Regions from separate parts of the Sus scrofa genome. Here region 1 is linked to region 2. A link is a contact called in public promoter capture Hi-C data. All regions are on one chromosome and are shown on one strand. Each heading gives the region's core, a stretch centred on a gene start, on an enhancer-like site or on the middle of the called end of the contact. The rest is flanking DNA. Distances are from core to core; before and after follow the strand shown.

What was found. Promoter capture Hi-C pulls out the DNA fragments that hold promoters and counts their contacts.
Region 1: a promoter capture Hi-C map of liver shows a contact between it and region 2, with 4 times the contacts expected there. The contact joins the promoter of COX5B here to the promoter of LOC100524554 in region 2. A contact is called at or near these places in 1 of 5 promoter capture datasets (liver) and 1 of 47 Hi-C or Micro-C datasets (liver).

The regions. Positions count from the first base shown.
Region 1 is chr3:56,627,114-56,634,615 of Sscrofa11.1, reverse strand. It overlaps COX5B (mitochondrial cytochrome c oxidase subunit Vb), which reads left to right and starts at 2,509. Exons shown (of 4, transcript NM_001007517.1): 1 at 2,509-2,626; 2 at 3,164-3,237; 3 at 3,410-3,509; 4 at 4,127-4,319. The coding sequence starts at 2,524. The coding sequence ends at 4,239.
Region 2 is chr3:55,673,391-55,681,053 of Sscrofa11.1, reverse strand. LOC100524554 (cytochrome c oxidase assembly factor 5) reads right to left here and starts at 4,012. Exons shown (of 3, transcript XM_005655200.3): 1 at 3,794-4,012. The coding sequence starts at 3,892. UNC50 (protein unc-50 homolog) reads left to right here and starts at 4,059. Exons shown (of 7, transcript XM_013987864.2): 1 at 4,059-4,207; 2 at 5,240-5,523; 3 at 5,622-5,693; 4 at 6,538-6,658. The coding sequence starts at 5,244.

The DNA of each region.
Region 1 (7,502 bases), core at 1,260-3,759, 960 kb before region 2:
CATGTGATAATGGCTGAAGAAATTGTTGGTTGTCACCACTGGGGAGTGCTAATGACATAGATGCTGAACATCCTGTAATGCACACAGGAAAGCACCTCCCCCCTCAACATCCTGCAAAGAATTTTCCAGTCCAAGATGTCAATGGCACTAAAGTTGAAAAACTCTGGCAGATACAAAGGAGAAAAAAAGATAAACACAAAACTGTTAACAATTAACATTTTCCTTAAACATATATGTTGTCTGACTTATTACAATGAGCATTTGTTTTGACCACTAAGATTTATTCCACAAAAGTAAAAAATAATACTCAATACAAGTTTACGGTTTTGGCAAAGATGATGGAGCAGGAAGCAGTGGGAGACTGTTTTCTAAGCCAAATTGTTTCTCAAGGAGACGTTCAGGGATATGGGTGCAAGGGGAGGGTGGTAGGAGCTGGGAGGCAGCAGGGTGTGGGTTCGGTTGGCCCAGAACCTGGCCTCACTACTGGAGCTCACCTGCATAGGCTGAATAATCCCAGGCAATTAGGCAAGGCTCCTGGGAGATCGAGAAACAAGCCTAAACTCTATTTCCACTTTATAGCCATAAGCCATCTTATGATCAGGCAGAACTGAATTTCTCACTAGTCTGCTGAGAGTCGGGTTAGTAGGTGTTTCTTAGGGAAGAGTGGTCAATTAAGACGGGGAAATGGAGTCCAAAAGAAAAAAAAGGTTGAGTTAGCTGGTGGGTTTCCATCCCAGAACACCTGTTCCCAAGACCAGATGCTTTTTTTTCTAGCATTAAACATTTAAGCACAGGTACAAATCAACTACAGATTCTTGGGGAACATTGCTAGGACTTACAGCAATTCTTTTCCAATTTAATTTGGAGGGGTTGCAGTGAAGGTAAGGGTGAAGGGAGTAACAGCGGAAGCCATTCAAAGCAAAGCCCACCTTTAAAGAGGATCAAGTCATCTTTGGCCAGAAGTTGCCTTGTGACACAGCAGGTTAAGGACCTGGCATTGCTACAGCTGTAGCATAGGCCACCAGATCCCTGGCCTGGGAACTTCCACAAGACCAGGGAAAAAAAACAAAACCATCTTTGGCTTTACAGATGATTTTCTTCTTGATGGAGGGGCAGCCACAAAGACCAGCTGTGCTCATGTGAAGGAATGCTCCACCAGATCCTTTGGAAAATATAACCTGCACAGTACGAGTGGGAATACCTGGGATTTCAACCCTTCCCAATTTACCTCAAATTTACCTCAATGGGCCAGGAGAGGCCCTCAATACTGATTCTGTATATTCTCACCAAGAATTAAACTTACTAAAACTTACTTGATCCCATATGTCAGACCTCTGCAAGGCAGAGAATCCAAAGATGAATAGAGCAAAATTTCTGTTGTGAAAGAATTTTCTACCCAATAGGGAAAAAGATGCTGCATGCAGCCAGTCTGTAACAGGGCTACACCGACAGCAGGAACTAGTTCCTAGGAGCCCATCCATACAAGGCAGCGTTTACAGAAACTTGCACACCTCAGCTTGCGGGGCAATGGGGGCGGCTACAGAAGACATTTTCAGCTTTTAGGAGTTCTCTTGTGGTGCAGCAGGTTAAGGACCGAGCAGTACTACTGCAGCAGCCTGGGTCGCTCCTTTGGCATGGGTTCCATCCCTGGCCGGGGAACTTCCACATGCTGTAGACCCGGGCCAAAACCAAAAAACAGGCCAAAAAGTTTTCAGTTTTAAACAAGAGAACTCGCCCCAGTACGTTCTGGAGCTGGAGCTCCATTTCCCGTCACCAACTCCGCTTCCTGCTTCCCTCCCTTAACTTCTTAATTAACAGCCTCCCAATGCAACCACCCCTTTACCTTACCCCATATCATCAAGGGCCTGGCTCCCAGGAAGGGCCCACAATTTGACCGTCCCTTCCCCTGCCACCCCAGCCTCGCCTCAGGCCTGAACCTCATCACCTCAAAACCACCGTAACAAGAAGCTGACGTTAGGACTGCGGGGAGCTCCTGCTCAAGTTCTCCTAGGCTGGGTTACAAGTTCGCAGTGGCTCACAAACGGCCAGGTGAACCAGCACCACAACTAGCCTACTCCTAAATTTGGACCTTTTGGGATCCAGCAAGTATCTTGAGCGACGCAGGCTTAATGTTTTCCGTCAGCAGGCTCCACGTTTACTCGGCACAACTATCGGCTCCAGCGTGGTTTTCCATTGACCTGCGGGGCACTGAGTCCCACGGAAGTAAAACGAGTTGCACCAAATCCGAGCGTTACTAAAGGGCAAAGCCCCCAGAAGCCTGCAATTGAAACCGTGACCGCCTCCATGCCCTCGGGGCTGCAAGGCGGGGCAGTGAGGCACAGGTGCGCAAGCGCAGGCCTTGCCCCAACGCCCCCCCCGCCGCCCCGAGGAGTCACGTGAGGGGGGCGGTCTAGGGGCCGGAGGAAGCGGAAGGCGGACTCTGCGCAGAAAGCAGCCCTCCCCCGGAAGTCCCTGCACCTCAGGAGCCTGTTACCGGAAGTGCTGGTATTTGTAGCGGGCGTGATGGCTTCAAGGTTACTCCGTGGAGCTGGAGCGCTAGCCGCGCAGACCTTGAGGGCCCGAGGTCCCAATGGAGTCGCCGTTGTGCGGTCTATGGCATCTGGAGGTACTAGGCCCCCCCGGCGCGCCAGGGACCCGTGCCATTGCTCTCTCGGGGTGGTGGGGGCAGCGGGGCGGGGGACAGCCTTCAGTACCTCGCGGCCGCAGTGGCTGCCCCTTGGCCCCGAAGGCCTCAGGCTCCACAGGCGTCTCCCTGTTACCCTGGGCCGCCGTTGCTGCCGACCACCAGACTGACCCCGCTGCCAAAGAATCCTTAACTGAAATGCTAGATGACCTTGATGGGCAGGGATTGCAGCCAGGACATGGGGGGTGGGGCTAAGCCCCTCCTTAGACCCGCGCGTATCTCAAGTTGGATGTATTCCACTAGGACTCTGATTAACCTGCTTTTAGGAAAAAAATGTGTCGAAAAACGGCCTCCGTGGCCGAAGGAAGTGAAGATCACCCCATGTTGCCACTTTCGGGTATCATGACTCCGGTCTTTAGGGGACAATAAGCCCACTAAAACTATATGCAGCAGTTTGCGTATGTGCATTTTCCATCGTGATCATTTCAGACGACATGGTAATTACCATATTTTCTTCAGGTGGTGTTCCTACTGATGAGGAGCAGGCGACTGGGCTGGAGAGGGAGGTCATGATGGCCGCCCGCAAGGGACTGGTGAGGAGAAACTTTATATGTCTTCTTAGGAGTTTATGGTTTTGGATGGGATCAGAGTAGTCTCCTCTCTGGGCCTCACTGATCCTGGAAACCTGGCATGTGGGAACAATACCGCTAACCCCTAGAAGGTAGGAGTCATTTGGCATAATGGATTCTTATTTTGTCTTTTCAGGACCCATACAATATACTTGCCCCAAAGGCAGCCTCAGGTACCAAGGAAGACCCTAATTTAGTCCCCTCCATCACCAACAAGCGGATAGTGGGCTGCATCTGTAAGTACCTCAACACTATTTTCTTACCCATTTAATATAGCCCACTATACAGGTCTGTAAGCTCTTTCATATCTTGTGCTTTGTGTGTGTATAAATAAGTTGTTATAAGGGTCTTGGCCCTCTCATACCCCTCTGCTTGAGTAGGTGATCCTTACGGGAGAGAGGCCTGGAACATAAATAATATTGGTTCATTGAGAGTTCTTGTTGCGGCTTAGTGGGTTATGAACAAGACACTAATATCCATGAGGATGTGGGTTTGATCCCTGGCCTCGCTCAGTGGGTTAAGGATCTGGTGTTGGGGCTGTGGCATAGGCCAGCAGCTGCAGCTCTGATTTGACCCCTGGCCTGGGAACTTCTATATGCTGTTTTTATTAGGTGCAGCCCTAATAAAAAAAAAAAAAATAGCAAAAAAGAAAAAAATACTGCCTTATTGGAAAGGCAGTATGAGGAAGGAGTATTCATCTAGAAAGTGTTTATTGTATTTCTCCTTTGCTAGACACCCTGTTAGGCAGTGTCAGCCATAATTTTGTGTCTCAGAGGTGTCTGAAGAGAAGAGATTAATGTTGAAAGTCCCCTCTTCTAGGCTGGATAGCTTTCAACCACCTATGTTCTTTCAGGTGAAGAAGACAACAGTACTGTCATCTGGTTCTGGGTGCACAAAGGCGAGACCCAGCGATGCCCCAGCTGTGGAACCCATTATAAGCTGGTGTCGCACCAGCTGGCCCACTGAGCCCCTGCACTAACACACTCAAGATGCGCTGGCAAGTTTCTTCCAATAAAGACTAGCCATTACACTGGCTCCTCCTCCCATGGCTGGCTGGTCTTCTTTCTTTCCTGTATTTCTAGAAGGGTATGGGTAATTCTTATATCAGAGGTAGTTGTCTATTCGTATTAGCTTGCCATCCACTGTGTACACTGAGATTACCAATCCCTAATGCAGTGATAGGAACCACCTGGCAAGGGGCAAACCGGCTGTGGAAGCAGGCTGGCTGGACTTGTAGAACTGGCTCCACTCCATCATTTAGCTTTATCACTGGGGACATGTTCTCTGGGATGGATCACATTAAAAAAAAGAAAGAAAAAAAGAAAGGATAAGTATCTTGTAAGGTTGTAGGAGTATATAAAGAGCCTGGCAGATAGGTCCTTATGCTGTTCTAAAGACAGAGTGGCCTTGTGAGGAGAGTTTTGGCTTTGAAGTCTTAAGGGACCCAGGTTTAAAGCATAGTTCATGAGGATGCCATCAGCAAAATCTAGAATATGGGACAGTTCTAGAAACCAGCAACCAGTTTCTTCAAATAAACTATAGGGAGAAAAAAAAGGGGAGTACTTAGCAAGTGAAATGGACATGAGGAAGATACCAATCAAAAGCAATGTGTGGACTGTTTGAATCTTGATTTGAAAAAAACCAACTGTAAAAAATCCAAGATTTAGGGGCTTACTAAATTTTAGATGTGTTACGGAATTTTTTTGTTTTTTAATGCTTTAGCAATACATACTGAGGTGAAATATGGCTAAGATCAGCTTTAAAAGAGTGAGGAAGGAGTTCCTGCCATGATGCAGTGGGCTAAGAATCCAACCGAAGTGGCTCTGGTCACTGCAGAGGTTTGGGTACCATCCCCGGCCTGGTGCAGTGGGTTTAAGGATCTGGCAGCCTTGGCATGATTCTATCCTGGCCTGGAGAACTTCCATATGCTGAGGGTACAGCCTTCAAACAAACAGAAGGAAGAAAGTAGTTTGGAGTGTGTCTGATCCATTGTAGCCTGGGGCAAGAGGGGTTGTTCTTTCTACTTTTGTGTATTGTTGAACTTTAGCATAATAAAACACAAAATTTTGAGAGAAACAAAAGCCCCAATTCAATCACTTTATACTTGTTGGCACCTTGGACAATGAAGTTCTCAAAAGCTATTTTTATTTGTTAAATGGAGATAGTACTTTTCCATTTTGTTGTGGGACTAGCCATAGAGGTGGCTTTAGTTACTGTTGCCACAAAATTGATCCAAACCAGACATTTAAGTTGAATTGATAATGGGAGAGAAAAGCTCTTCATGTTGTCTTACCTCAAAGGTACAAGCAACTGCTTTTTTTCCTGACTCATCTCATTTCCAGGAAATGCCCAAGCATTTATTTTTCATTCAAGCCTGTTCTCTTTGGGACCAGAAACACCTAAATAGCATTTAAGGTGGGAGTGGTAGGGATAGATTTAATTTAATAGGTTAATAGATTTAATTTAATAGAACACCTCTATTAAATCTAGATGGTAATAACACCTCTAGGTGTTAATAGAACACCTACCACTCCCACCTTAAATGCTATTTATCAACAACAGTTTGCTAGTCACTATGTTAAGAAGACTGCTTCGTGCTGCCCCCAAGCCCTTCCGTCTGGCCCACCTCCTGCAACTTCTTTCCTTGTATACTGTCTCCTTTTCTAATCAAAGCTGCTTAGAGTAGGTTTCTGACCCCCCACATCATTGTCTGGTCCTGTCTTCCTCCTTCATTTCCAAGCTCACCTTGTATCTTTATGATTTAAAATGATTTGTATTGTTTCAGTTGTACTACAGTGATTTGATACTTGCATACAATGTGAAATGATTATCACCATTTGTCTAATAACCATCTATCCCCATACAAAGTTTTTATAATCTTATTGATCATATTCTTCATGCTGTATAGTATACCCCTTATAAATAGAGATTTGTATCTCTTAATTCCCTGCACCTATTTCACCCTCCTCCCTCTCCTGTGCTCTGTATCTATTTGTCTATTTTGTTTTTTTGGGGGTTTTTTAGGTTTTGCTTTTTAGGGTGCACTTGCGGCATATGGAAGTTCCCAGGCCAGGGGTCGAATCAGAGCTACAGCTGCCAGGCTATACCACAGCCACAACTCAGGATCTGAGTCACGTCTGTGATCTACACCACAGCTCACGGCAACAGCGGATCCTTAACCCACTGAGCGAGGCCAGGGGATCCAACCGGAATCTTCCTGGATCCTAGCTGGGCTGTTAACTGTTAAGCCACAAAGGGAACTCCCTATTTTGTTTTATTCTCTAGATTCCACATATGAGTGAGATAATACAGCTTTTTCTTTGTTTGACTTACCTAGCATAATACCCCTCTAGGTCTATCCATGTTGTCACAAATAGCAAGATTTTATTCATTTTTATGGCAGAGTAATATTCCATTGTGTATGTGTTTTATATATATATATATATATAATATATGTATCACATCTTTATTCCTCTATTGATGGACACAGGTTGTTTCTGTATCTAAGCTATTTTAAATAATGCTGAAATGAACATTGGTACACACATATCTTTTATGTTTTCTTTGGGCAAATACCCAGAAGTGAAATTGCTATATCATATGGAAGTTCTATTTTTAATTTTTTGAGAAAACTCCACACTGTTTTCCATAGTGGTTGCACCAATTTACATTCTCACCAAACAGTGCATAGGGTTTCCTTTTCCCAGTACCAGTTATTTGTTGTCTTTTAGATGCTAGCCATTCTGATAGATAAGAGGTGATAATTCATTGTGGTTTTGATTTGCATTTCCTTGATGTTAGTGATACTGAGCATCTTTTCATGTCTATGTATGTCTTTGGAAAAACTGTCTATTCAAATTCTCTGCCCAATTTTAATTTTTTTTTTTCTTTCTTGGGCTGCACCTGCAGCATATGGAAGTTAGGCTAGGGGCTGAATCAGAGCCTACAGCTGCAGCCACAGCAATGCCAGATCTGAGCCACGTCTGTGATTTATACCGTAGCTCAAGGCAACATCGGAGGATTCCTTCACCCACTAAGTGAGGCCAGGGATCAAACCTGCATCCTCATGGATACTAATCGGATTCTTAACCCACTGAGACACAAAAGGAACTCCTGCCCATTTTTTAATTGGGTTGTTTGTTTTTTGATGAGTTGTATGAGTTACTTGTATGTTTTTGGATGTTAACCCCTTATTGGATATATCACTTGCAAATATCTTTTCCCATTTG
Region 2 (7,663 bases), core at 2,763-5,262:
CTCAAAAGTGAACCAGGACAAAACAGTAGCAAGCTTCTTTGCATTATTAGGTTCCTCCCTTAAACTCTGTAAGGGGGTGGCCCATATGAACAATGTGGAGACAGATAAAAGACTACAACTACACAAAAGACTGTAATTTATAAACTAAGGCTTCCCAAACTATATCCAAGACTGTTTCTTTTTCACAGGCTTTCAGGGTATACTGCCAACTGCCTAGTGGGAAGATCCATCTAGATACCAAACTTAAGAGAAAGGTTACTTCATCTTCCTTCACCTCCACTTCTGATGGCAGACTGCTAACTGTCCTTTAGTATTCACGCTTCCCTTTTAGTGGGGCATATGGCAGGGCTAGATTTCCCAGCCACCTCGAAGCTGGGTAGTCATGTGACTAAGTTCTAGCCAATAAAATAGTCCTTATATTTACTGACATGTAAAACTTCTGGGTTGGTACTTAATAGAAAGTGGCTTGCCCCACTTTCCTCCATCCTGTTATTAGGTCTGATGATGAGGAAGCAAGGCAATCTTGACCATGGGTGTGAGAGTAACATCTTGCCTCCCATTGTAGCCCCTGAGACCACAGATCAACAGTGTCCATGGATTAGACTAGATCCTGCTTATAGGCACAGGAGCAAAAGAGAGAATTCTCTATCTTGTTTAAACCACTGTTATTCTGGGTCTCTGTAACATTTATCTGAACCTATAACCTAACTAACACACTTCCAAGCTTGTGTGGTCAAGCTCAGTGGTTCCCAAACATGGCTGTGCCCAAAGTCAACCTGGGCCACTTTTTAATTTGTAAGAGAGATGAGAATAGTTGGAATTTGTATTTTTTTTAGGACTGCACCCATGGCATATGGAAGTTCCCAGGCTAGGGGTCTAATCAGAGCTGTAGCTGCTGGCCTACACCACAGCCTTAGTAACACAGAATCTGAGCCGTGTGACATACACCACAGCTCACAGCAACACCAGATCCTCAACCCACTGAGCATGGCCAGAGATCGAACCTGAATCCTCATGGACACCAGTTGGGTTGTTACCGCTGAGCCACAATGGGAACTCCAGGAATTTGTACTTTTAAGTGCTCCACCCCCATCTACAGGTGATTGTGATGAAAAGCCAAAGGTCTGGAAGCTGTTAATGGAGACAGAAAGGAGTTAACTTGTAACTGAGTTCCTTGGGCATAGTTTAACTTGTTTGATCTCCCAGGAGTCATAAAATCCTGTGAGATCAAAGACGTTTTTCCAAGAGATGCCTTTTGAACCTGCTTTTTCCTTGCTTCTCTTCTCCAGCCCCACTGGAGTTTACATCCCTATCACCATTACCCTGAGTTTCTCTGAGCCCCTTTATTTCCTTGACTATCTCTCACTGCAGCCCTCGAACTAAACAGTTTATATTGAATTCCTCCCTAACACATGGTCCAGCAGCTTTTCAGGTGGGATAGACTGTCCAGGAGAGACTTTGGTATCATCTGCCGAGAGATCACAGTAATTCTTTATTCAGGGAGCTGAAGAATCGAAAAACCGTATGTATCATAAATTAGGTGGCCATACAAGAGCAGGCACAAACCTCAGCAGAACCTCCCTTGGTCATGTATCCTTAGTAGGAAGTGCTGGGCTGGAGCTGCCAGTGACACCATCCAAGAAGGCAGGCTATCAACCTGGATTTGCATAACAAGAACTGCCTCAGTATTGCCCTTTTATAGTCCAGCTGAAGTGACCATTCAGGATGAATTTAACAAACTATAAATGCATTTCCATTTAAGAGACTGTTTTAAACATCACATTCTCCTAGTCAACCCAATTCAGCAACAAAAAGGCCACACACTCAATGGGGGAAAGTAATGTCTGTGCCATGTGTCCTGGTCCTTATCTCTGCCTACAGCTTTCAAGCTTCCCAGAGATCCCATTACTACATAGAGGCAAATGTGTCCCATTCAGCTGTGTGCCCTCTGAATTAGACTTGTCACTCAAATGTTTGCTAAATCAACCAGTCACGGCAAAAAACCAACTTCCTATTCTCCTAGCCACCAGTATTCCTCTGCCACTTCCAGAGTTTCCTTCCTCAGTCCTGCTCTGTGCCCGAGCTCCTCACTCTGACACACAAGAGCCTTCACACATGGTGACCTTCCACTCAAGCCTCAGGTCACGTTGCCCAGGCTACAGGCCAGCATGGCGCCAGCTCCCCATAGCGCCCCCACACCTCCCTGTTTCTGCAATGCTGTTCTCTCAGATTCTCCCCACAACCTCCACAGCCCCCACTCCTTTACTTAATAAACCACTACTCAATCTTTAAGGCTCAGATCAAATATCACCTCATCCGTGACAAGTTTCCAAATTCCAAGTAAGTTGCTCTCCATTGGGTGCCCAAGGCATTTTCCTCCCCTACCCATTAAACAAGATTTCCTAATTGCTTACATTACCCTTATCACAGGAAGTTAGCCCCTTACACATCTGTTCTTCCCATCAGACCAAGCCGATGCAGGTAGTGATTGTAACTAATTCATCTCTGCATCACCTGTGCCTGGTATAATTGCTGCCACTTAGTAGGTATTTACTAGGAGCTGCCTGAATACATGCACCAATGAAGCAGCAGGAAGGAAACAGCCGGGGACAGGGCACCTCAGTCTCCTCAGCTGAATGACCAAGTTGTACAGATAATCTCTTACATTCATATCTGCTCTGAAGTTTTACCAGACACCGGGAGGCCAGTCTGGCCAACCGCCCCAATCAGGGAACCAAACGTAAAGCAGAAATCAGTAGAAACACCTGATATAACCTCTGGGGGTAGTTATTTTTTTCTTTGAAATAAGGGCAACCTTTTTCTTCTTCTTTTTTTTTTTAAGGGCCCCACGAGTGGCACACTTAAGTTCCCAGGGTAGGAGTCGAATCAAGAGCCACACAGGATCCGAGGCGAGTCCGGGACCAACACCACAGCTCAGAGCAACGCCGGATACCTAACCCAATGAGCAAGGCCAGGGATGGAACCCGAGCCTCAAGGATACTTGTCGGGTTTGTTACCCGCTGAGCCACAATGGGAACTCCGAGGGCAACTTTCTGAAATCATATCTCCAAATGCAAAAATAATTACTGACTACCCTCTCACCAGGCTGTTTTAATTGGAAAATGTTTTTGTGCTTTAATTGGTTTTCAGGCCAGAACCCAGCTCCCCCGTCAGCTCTGAAACCCACTGCATTCAAATTGGCTCCTGAGAAGAGCTGTGGCTGTAGTGACGGAAAAACCTGAGAATAACCTTCCATTACCGCACAAAACCAGCAGTAGGGGGAGCTCTAAGATACAAAGTGGAGAAAAGGCGCTTACAACTTACCCAGGAGTGCACGGAACTCCAGCTCAACAACAAATTCTAACCAACACAAGGCAAAACATAGTATCTTTTCAGCCACAACTGAACAGAGAAAAACGAAGCTACTAGCCAACACAGTGTGCCAAGCTCTAACTTACTGATTCTTATCAGTTGAATAGGAAACCTGTCTATTCTCCTTCATGCCTCCAAAACCTAGCAGAGTGGCAGCATTCAATGCCTATTTTCGCAACTGAAACGGTTTCCCTTTTACAAAAACCAATAGGGAGGTATCTTTATCTCCAATTTCACACCGTTGGAAAGTGAGGCTTAGACAGCGGATTTGCCCAAATTCATTAAGTTGTTGCGGCGCTCAATACCCAGGTCGGAGAACTCAGAGGCACGTCTTTTAACCGCCAGCGGCCTGAGCGGGGCCCTTCGCCGGCCCCGCCTCCCGCTTCGGGCTTCGGTCACCCCGAGCCCCCGGCCGCGCTACCTGGAGCACGCAGTCCGACTGCAACAGACACGCGCCCAGGTCCTCCTTCACGCCCGCGCACGCGCCGCCCTCCGGCTTGTCCTCGTAATACCGAGGCATGACCGCGCCTCCCGCCCGCCGCGGCCGGGACACACACGAGTCTGCAACCGAGCCCGACACGGTAAGACGCCAGCGACCCCGCACAGGGCGGAACCGGAAGCCGGCAGCAACCACTTCCGGCGAGCGCGCTTTGGAGGGCGAGACCCAGAGGCCGCGCTTGCGCACGCGCGGCGAAACTGGGTCACGTGACGTGGTGCGCCTCCAGCGTCGCCGACGTTGCTGAAAGGGAAGTTGGTCCAGCGGCTGCTGAGCTCGGCTGCTGCGCGGATGTGCTGGGTCAGTTTGGAGCGGGTGGAGGTCGCCGCGGGGCTCTAGGTGAGACCTGCCGATCGTCGGTTCCGCGCACGTCTTGGGCTCGCCCCGGGCCTTTTCCTCTGCCGTCTCACTGCCCTGGGTCACCTGGCCCTAGAGTGACCGCGCCCAGGTCCGGCTGCTCGGCCTGTGGTAGGACTGCCAGGCAAAATCAAGGAGGCCAGTTACAGTTGAATTTCAGATAATTCAGTAATGTTTTGCTATGCGTATGTGCCACGTAGTGTTTGGGACCTGCTTATACTAAAAATTACTCCTGTATTTGAAATCCAGATGTAACTGGGCGCCCAGTGTTTTTATGCTTAATCTGGCCGTTCTATCCGCGGCCCGGGTCAGCGGGAAGCAGCTGGGCCTGGAAGGCGCTGCTGGCGTCCCGGTGGCCTGGGGCGTGAAACTGGGCACTGAGCTGCTGGCACGGAGCGTGGGGGCTGGACTCCCACGCTGTCATTCCCCACCTAAACCACTTACTTTGGAGTTTTGGTTTGTTTTGACATCACATTCTAGGGAATGAATTACGTGCTGGTTATACACTGATGGACCTGTCTGATAGGGCATTTATTTTACCTCGTCCATAACATGGTTTCTGTTTGGCTTAAGCAAAGGCTTTCCCCTAAAAGCCTTAGTTGGTTAAGAGCAAAAATTGAAGGGTGGAATTTTGAGCCAGAGTACGTGAGTTGGAAGTTTGTTTCCAACACTAGCTCTGCTCTTAAGAGGGTCACTTCATCCTCCAGCGCCTCCGTTGTCGCTCTCAGCAGTAGCTCGCTGGGACCGTGGTTGAGGATCTAGGGAAGCGAAGTGTGGGGAATGGATGGACCGTGTAACAGTTCAGAAGGGCGTGGGGCAGCCCTTGCCTGAAGTGTAATCAGTTCTCCAGCCCCCAAACCGGCCTCAAAACCACCTGCATCCCCTTTTAAGCCCTCTTCTTAAGGATCCGAGCCCAAATGTAAAGTGATCTCCCACCTAAATAATTCAGAAGAGGGGTGCTAGCCAGCCATTCCTTCGGATAACTTGTAAAAGAGTTTTTTCTCTTCCATCTAGGAAGATGTTACCAAGTACTTCAGTGAATTCCCTATCCCAGGGGAATGGAGCACTGAATTCCAGGGATGCAGCGAGGCACACAGCTGGAGCAAAACGCTACAAATACCTGCGCAGGCTTTTTCGTTTTCGGCAAATGGACTTTGAGTTTGCAGCCTGGCAAATGCTCTACCTGTTCACGTCCCCACAGAGAGTTTACAGAAACTTCCATTACCGAAAGCAGACAAAGGATCAGTGGGCCAGAGATGACCCTGCTTTCTTGGTCCTATTAAGTGTCTGGCTCTGTGGTAAGTGTTAGTTTTTTTGCAATAAAGTTAAAGAATAAATTGAGTCTTTCAGGTCGGACTTGTCATTTCGAGAGTCTTTTGTTATCATCATGTCACAGGTCACAATTTGAGGATCTCTGAAACTGTTTCTGCCTTTCTGGAGCCTCACAAATCTCACAAGACGGAAAGTGGTATTCTTCCTGGTTCTGAAGGTCCCAAGCAGATGCCAGAGTAACCTGTTTCCTCAGAACTTTGAAAAGCAGAGGACAGAGTCACCCCATGTCTTTTTTTTTTTTCTTAAGGCTGCACCTGAGGCATACATAAGTTCTCAGGCCAGAGGTCAAATCCGAGCTACAGCTGCTGGCCTACACCACAGCCACAGCAACACAGAATCCGAGCCACGTCTGTGACGTATACCACAGCTCATGGCAATGCCAGATCCTTAACCCACTGAGTGAGGCCAGGGATTGAACCCGAATTCTCATGGATACTAGTCGGATTTGTTTCCACTGCGCCACAACGGGCACTCCGTTCCATGTCTTTCAACTACCATGATAAAGAAACTGGTACCCAAATGCAAACTTCCTGTGAAAAAGGACTATTGAGCTTAGAGATTGCATTTTGCGGTCAGCCCAGTGCAGAGTGGGAGTTGTAAAAGCACTGATGGGAACTCGAGAAACTACTTTTAAGTTCTCTTGTGGTACAGTGGAAGGGTCTGAACCACCTTTGGGGTGTTGGATTTTTTTCACCTCTAACTGGACTTGAGTATATGCATGCCTTTTCAGCACTGGTGGTGTTCTGTATATTGGGGCTACTCTGGTGAACCATAGACAGATGGGGGCGGCCTCGGTAAAATTCACATATCTCAGTTGGCCCTTCTGTGTTCCCAGATGATCTGCATTTCTTAATCAGTTACATCAAACACACTTTTGGGGTTTTGATTACATACTTTTGGGATCTGAAAGGCAGAGACAAGCCCTGTATCCACAGAACCTAGCACAGTGCCTGAATGAATTTCATAAATCTTTCTTGCAGTGTCCACTATAGGATTTGGCTTTGTGCTGGACATGGGATTTTTTGAGACAATAAAGCTGCTCCTTTGGGTTGTGTTCATAGACTGCGTAGGCGTCGGTCTGCTCATATCAACGTTAATGTGGTGAGTACCATAACTTCGGTTTTTCAGATGCTGCTGTAGAGCCTCTGTTGGCTCGCCTCAGAGAGTAACCAATGGAAATTGAAACAAGATAGATGAACTGAAAGCACTCATTTTGGCAGCCAAGGTCATTATAACTTGTCCTCCTGTGTCAGTTCCTACATCAGAAAGTTCTCTAAGGATCTGCCTTGTCAAAGTGCAGCAAATAAGTGAATCAAACTAATGATTGTGTCATATTAACACAATCCCTGATTTTGTAAAAATAAGACGCAGTTAGCCAGTTCTGCTTAAGTTGTCTGGATGATGGCACAATTTCCTGCTGCGTTTGTCCATGGGTCACTTCTAGATGTGTAAGATGAGGGTTGTGTCATGGCATCTGACTTTGAACCTTGGACATTAAGTGAAGTGCACTTGAAAAAGGACTTTTTTTTTTTTTTTTGTCTTTTTTTGTTGTTGTTGTTGCTATTTCTTGGGCCGATCCCGCGGCATATGGAGGTTCCCAGGCTAGGGGTCCAATCGGAGCTGTAGCCACTGGCCTACGCCAGAGCCACAGCAACGCGGGATCCGAGCCGCGTCTGCAACCTACACCACAGCTCACGGCAACGCCGGATCGTTAACCCACTGAGCAAGGGCAGGGATCAGACCCGAAACCTCATGGTTCCTAGTCGGATTCGTTAACCACTGCGCCACAACGGGAACTCCCTTTTTTTTTAAATTATTATTAAACTTTCAGTGCCTTCCTGCTGAGACACACATGCAGGTTTTACTGACCGGGTTCTCTGTCAGACTTCAGGTTTGCTGTGAAAATGGTAGTATGCTGAGTATACAGCTAGTGTTTGGTTTCTTCAGTCTGCTCCCTGGGCAGTGCTCCTGTGTGGTTGGCATGCTGGGCTTAGGGTGTGGATGTGCCAGCCAGCTCAGCAGGGGGCCAGTGGTGGTGCCTGTATATCAGAGAAAATGCTAGAACCCGGGGTCGTAGACCTGGGTTCCAGTGCCAGCTGAGTCACT